Linked DNA regions of Mus musculus: region 1 is linked to region 2. Evidence: chromatin contacts called from public Hi-C data. All regions are on one chromosome and are shown on one strand. Each heading gives the region's core, a stretch centred on a gene start, on an enhancer-like site or on the middle of the called end of the contact. The rest is flanking DNA. Distances are from core to core; before and after follow the strand shown.

Region 1 (2,700 bases), core at 146-2,645, 37 kb after region 2:
TCAAGACAGTTTCTAAGAGCCCCTAACAATAGCACATTTGCATAATAGAAGCGGGTGGGTGGAGGAATGTTTTATGATTAGCATACCTTGGAGCATTAAGTCACAGAGGTCACATTCCGAAGCCTGGACCTAAAGGCCTAGAATTTTGTTTTTACCTTATACTTTCATATGCACCCCCACCCCTACACACCCAGACAGAGGATGGCAGGACTGGGTGTAGCAAAATGGACTCTGAGGCCCTCAAGTTCCTGTGAGACTCAGTTTCTCCATGAGCAGCAGGAAAGTGAGATGGGTAGCCATGGCTTCCCAGCACGCTGACCTGGGAATTCCTACATTGCATAGCTGTGTAACACATAGAATCACCAAGAATCTGGTGGCCCTATGAGCCTCCTTGAAGTCCCAGTGCAGGCCTCTCGCAGCCCAGCACTACCCTGGGTAGCATGAGGAACATCCTGTCCCTCCCCACAGACCTTATAATGCATGTTATATTGATAAATTGTTGGGTGTTGTTTGAGCTAAGAAGCCGGCTCTGGAAACCTTGTAACCCATCCCCACCCCCCACCCAAACCCCCATTTCAGACCCAAGTACTTCTTCCCTCCCTAACTCTGTGACAGGGAAAAAAAAGAACATCAAAACGGTCCAAGAGTTTAAAAACATATATATCATGCCCTTGGGCTGGAGAGGTAGCTCAGTGGTTAAGAGCATTCTTTGCTCTTCTAAATGTCATGAGTTCAATTCCCAGCAACCACTTGGGGCTCTATCTGGAACGCTGGCTGGCTGCTTAAGCAGGACTCTCACGGTCATTTCTGTGGGATATTTTTGAGTATGTGGTATACACTCACACAGACACAACCATAAATAAAACTCTCCTTCAAACTCTTGTCACTCCACTTCAATGTGACCCTTTCCATTCCTCTTCTTTCCACTCCCAGATGAGTTCTTTCTGGTCAAATTCCCTCCAGTGAGCTCCCCCTGCCCACCGAACCCCACCCTCCTGACCTCACCCACTGCTTCCCTCTCTTTCTCACCTGAGTGGCTCTCTTATCCCCAACTCCCCATCTCGTCTCAGTTTTGCTCAAGGATCCAGAACTGTTCCTAAAAACTTACAAAACAGACAAGAACCCTTGGGCATAGGGAACGGGAAGGAAGGAAGTATGCTAGCTAGGAGCTGAGTTATAGTTTTTTCCTATCAGGGTCCCAAGTCAGCAGGTCCAAAAGGTTCTCACACCAGAACTGACTCGGGAAAAACCTAGTGAGCTGGCTTTAAAGAAATGGGCAGGGGCAGGGGGCAGGGTTTGAAGGGAAAGGAGTAAGCTTTGAGTAGATGTAGCCTCCCCTAGCCTTGAGCAGGCTGGCTCAGACCTGTTCCACCACTGTGAAAGAGACCACCTATCTTCTGATCTTGATAGTTCTGCCACCTCTGCTGCTACCTGCTGAGAAGCTGAACCTGTCTTCCAGAGACATTCCTGAATAAGCCTGGCGACCAAGTACAGACAGCCGGGTGACAAAGCATCAAGAACCTGGCCTGGTAGGGGATGGGCCTTCCCCCTTTATAAGCTCAGACTCCCCCACCCCCACCCCCGCAGACAGGGTTTCTCTGTATAGCCCTGGCTGTCCTGGAACTCACTTTGTAGACCAGGCTGGACTCGAACTCAGAAATCCGCCTGCCTCTGCCTCCCAAGTGCTGGGATTAAAGGCGTGTGACACCACCGCCTGGCTATAAACTCAGACTCTTAAGTAAACTTTGAGCCTTGATCAGTATCTTTGTCTTGGTTTCATTATTTCTCTTCCCATTTTCTCCCATGCAGCCCCAGCCTCCCTTTCAGCCACTGCGGGCGGTGGGCGGCTACAAGGAGAGACTGTCTTCCTCACAATCATGGTGCCTTCTTAAAATCTCAAAAGTAGCTCCCCTGGTATCTCATCCACTCTAAAGCTGGTAAGGAAACCATTTGAATGAAAAATGAGAACATGGCCACTCCTAGGAATGATAGCGGTAAAGGACTTTATTGTAGGTATAAGGGAGAGAACAGCCAGAGGCATCGGTAAGAGTTCAGAATAAATCCTCAATGAAAAGAGGAAGAGGAAGAGGAAGGGGGTGGGGCAAGAGGACCAGAGAGGAGCCACCAAGAGGCCAAGAGAGTGCAGATAACTAAGAAAGAATGAACCAAGAGAGTGTGTGGCCAAAGCGACTGAGGCTCTTTAGGTACCAGAAGCTGAGGGAGGAAACTGAAGGCAGGCCCCTCCCTGGGTTGGAGAGGTGTAGGGTAGGGGGCGGGGCGAGAAGTGCTGGGAGGAGCCACAGGTACAGAGTGAGCCCAGTCCTGGTTTCTTCTGGACCTGACACCATTGTGTAGCTGGTCTCATCTGAAACACAACTCTTAATTCTGAAGCTATAAAACCAGTAAACAATTGCCAAGAAACTGAAGACTCTTGTGTGAAGCCGACCAACCGATGAGCTGTAAGGAGTTGCAGATCTCTACCTCTTCAGTACTGGGATTGCAAGCTTTTTAGGTGGGAACTGTAGATCCGAACTCAAATGTCCATACCTATATAGCAAGCACAGAACTGTCTCCCTGCCTCTCATTTCTACATCTGCTTCTTTCTTGCCTAATACAATGTCTGAACAATACAACAAACTGATCGTTAATAGGCTTGAAGTATAATTGAATGAACGAAAGAAAAAGAGAGGAAGGAAGGGA
Region 2 (2,700 bases), core at 189-2,688:
AACTTGCCCCAGGGGCGTTAGACCTCCTGCGGTGACATCCATTCTGCTGTGAAAGTTAATTATGGCTCTGGGAAGCTTTATTCTCCATCCTGCTCAACAATTACAACAGACCCCTAAGTGTGAGAACACACAGCATCATATAAAATGGGATTTAATTTCTCCCAACTCCCAGGAATTAACCAGCTTCAGAGGAAATGCATGCTTTAATGTGGTCATTTGGCAAGCAGGTGTCTCTTTCCTAACTCCTGCAATCCCTCCCAGGCGGGAGATGAAGAGCTGAGGCTGGAGCACCAGCCATGAGTACATGCTCTCAGGGTTCCAGCAGTCAGGACTGCAGAGTTCTTCATTTGATCTCCCATTTACCCAACAGAACATATGGAGTGCCTACATCAAGGCTGGTACAGATCTCTTAGACCTTGGAGAGACAAGGTGAGCTATGAGGCAAGCATCCCCTCCAGTCGCCAGCTTTACTCTAGCCAGGGAGGTGTCCTGAGGCAACAGACTGCAAAACAGTGATGAGCACGAGTTAGAACTGACTGGGCAGGAAAAATCAAGAGGGTTTATTAAAATACATAGCCAGGACACACATTGGATGAGTTCCCAGGAAAGGGGGAGCCACACCACTGAGAGAGAGGAGAGGTTTTTTTGTTGTTGTTGTTTAAGATTCATTTATTTATTATATGTAAGTACACTGTAGCTGTCTTCAGACACTCCAGAAGAGGGCATCAGATTTTGTTATGGATGGTTGTGAGCCACCATGTGGTTGCTGGGATTTGAACTCGGGACCTTTGGAAGAGCAGTCGGCGCTCTTAACCACTGAGCCATCTCACCAGCCCCTGAGAGGAGAGGTTTTAAATCAGTTGTGGGAAGCCAATTGGGTCCATACATGTGCAGGTATGTACATATCTGTGCAGGGTCCATACCTGGATGCATACACAGACCAGGACTCTTACTAGCCTATCTCACTATGTTTAGTAAGATTCACAGCATAAGTTGTCTTTCCTGAGACTTAATGTTTGCACGGGGTGTCATGGGTCACTAGCAGTTAGGATCCAGGTAACTCAAGGGGCAGGCTTCTGGGGAACATGGTCTGAGTGTTAGCTCTGGCTGTTAGCTCTGGCTGTTAGCTCTGGCTGTGCATTTTTGTTTTACTCTTTTGCCTCTATAAGCAAGTGAGAGGTCAGATAATGTGAAGTTCTGTGCAGGGCATTTAATATACCGCACTGTGCTGCCATGGGGCTTGATTGTGCTGCCTGGGGCTCCAGGTTATGTGGCTCTGCTCTGAACAGCTCGCCCAGAAGGTAGCATTGATACTGAAGCCTGAATCAAAGAAAAGTCAACACAGAAATAGTAAACATAAAGGGCAGAGGCAGGAAGGACGAAGTGAGGGAGAAGGTATGGTTAGAGAGCAGGAAGGAAGGAATGAGGAAGAGGGTGGGGTTGGAGAGCAGGAAGGAAGAAGTGAGGAAGAGGGTGGGGTTGGAGAGGGTGGGGCACTGTGAAAGGAACAGGCACGGGGAAAGACTGAGAGATAAAGACGAGGAATTGGATTTTAAGGGCAGGGGAAAACATTACAGTTTTCATAGGTCTGAGTTTTTCTCCACCTGCTGTGTAGGAAGTGGCTTGTGATTCAGGAATGGCAGTGAGGGGAACAAGAGATGAGCCACCACCGTTTTGATGACCATGGTGTCAATGGCTGCCCACCTTTTTCCAAAAACATGCCCCTTTCTGACCTCTTGCTGCCGGGAATCCCCAGTCATGCCTCATATTGTGTGCCCAAGGCTCTGCAGTTTAGAAGGCTCCTTTGCACAAATGGCCCTTGATTTGAGCTTCTTAACAAATCTGAGACATATATCACACACACACACACACACACACACACACACGCGCGCGCGCGCGCGCGCGCGCTTCCTAGGATTCAGAGAGGTTGAATGTCTGCCTAAGGACACACAGCTAGTTAATGAAAAAGCTAAAAATGGAAGGATACCACTTCCTTGTCAGAGAGACAGCCAAAATACAGAACTTTGAGAGAAAACAGTGTCTAGACCCATGCTTCCAAATGTTTTCGGGGGGGGGGGGGAGGGAACGACAAAAAAGGTCAGAATCTTTACAATCCAGGGACCCTCAAAAAAATGTCTGGATCCAGGGGTGAGTACAGAATTTGCTACACAACCTTGGATGGGATCCAGGTAGACTGGGACCCTGGGCCACCTTGGCCCTCTGCCTTCTCAACTATAGGGTGAGTGGAATCAACCAGGCTGTGAGAACCCAGCAGAGATGGGGGAACCTTCCTCGAATCTTCTCCACAGGGGACATCCTTATCCTAACGTGCAGTCTCATTTTATATATTAGTGTGTGTATCCCCGACCCTCTGCAGGAAGTTGGGGTGTGGGGGAGTGTAGATGGTGAGATGACCAGGGATTGGGGGCCAGGGTCTACACTGGGACACGAAAGTTCAAAAGGCCTTAGTGCCTCCTCCCTGCCTGGGGGAATCCTAGGTTCCTAAGCTAGCACTGCCACCTAGTGGTCATTTTCTCCTCTCTCTAGAGTAGGGAAAGATGGCAGGTCTCTCCCACCATCACTGGCCTGGCAGGTTCCAGATGGGAATGAGCTTCTGCTTTTCCAAGAAGCCTCGAGGAAGCACTGGCAGAGAGAGCCTAACCCTAAGCGTCTCAAGGGTCACCAGAACTACGAGGTAGA

Evidence for each region. Hi-C and Micro-C count contacts between places; a contact is called where the count stands out from the background.
Region 1: a Hi-C map of morula shows a contact between it and region 2, with 3 times the contacts expected there. The contact joins two enhancer-like sites. A contact is called at or near these places in 1 of 39 promoter capture datasets (embryonic stem cells), 27 of 484 Hi-C or Micro-C datasets (ECoMG myeloid progenitors, the HPC-7 cell line, beige adipocytes and 6 more) and 3 of 115 datasets of contacts at active chromatin or transcription factors (all in embryonic stem cells).

The regions. Positions count from the first base shown.
Region 1 is chr8:74,970,411-74,973,110 of GRCm38.p6, forward strand. No RefSeq gene overlaps it. Among named protein-coding and RNA genes, the nearest start is that of Hmgxb4, 22 kb to the right of the region's middle. Within about 2 kb of position 1,396, at least 9 of the 459 cell types and tissues checked have an H3K27ac peak or open chromatin away from gene starts, as enhancers often do. A contact at or near this core is called in morula, where this site is marked.
Region 2 is chr8:74,932,998-74,935,697 of GRCm38.p6, forward strand. No RefSeq gene overlaps it. Among named protein-coding and RNA genes, the nearest start is that of Hmgxb4, 59 kb to the right of the region's middle. Within about 2 kb of position 1,439, at least 10 of the 459 cell types and tissues checked have an H3K27ac peak or open chromatin away from gene starts, as enhancers often do. A contact at or near this core is called in morula, where this site is marked.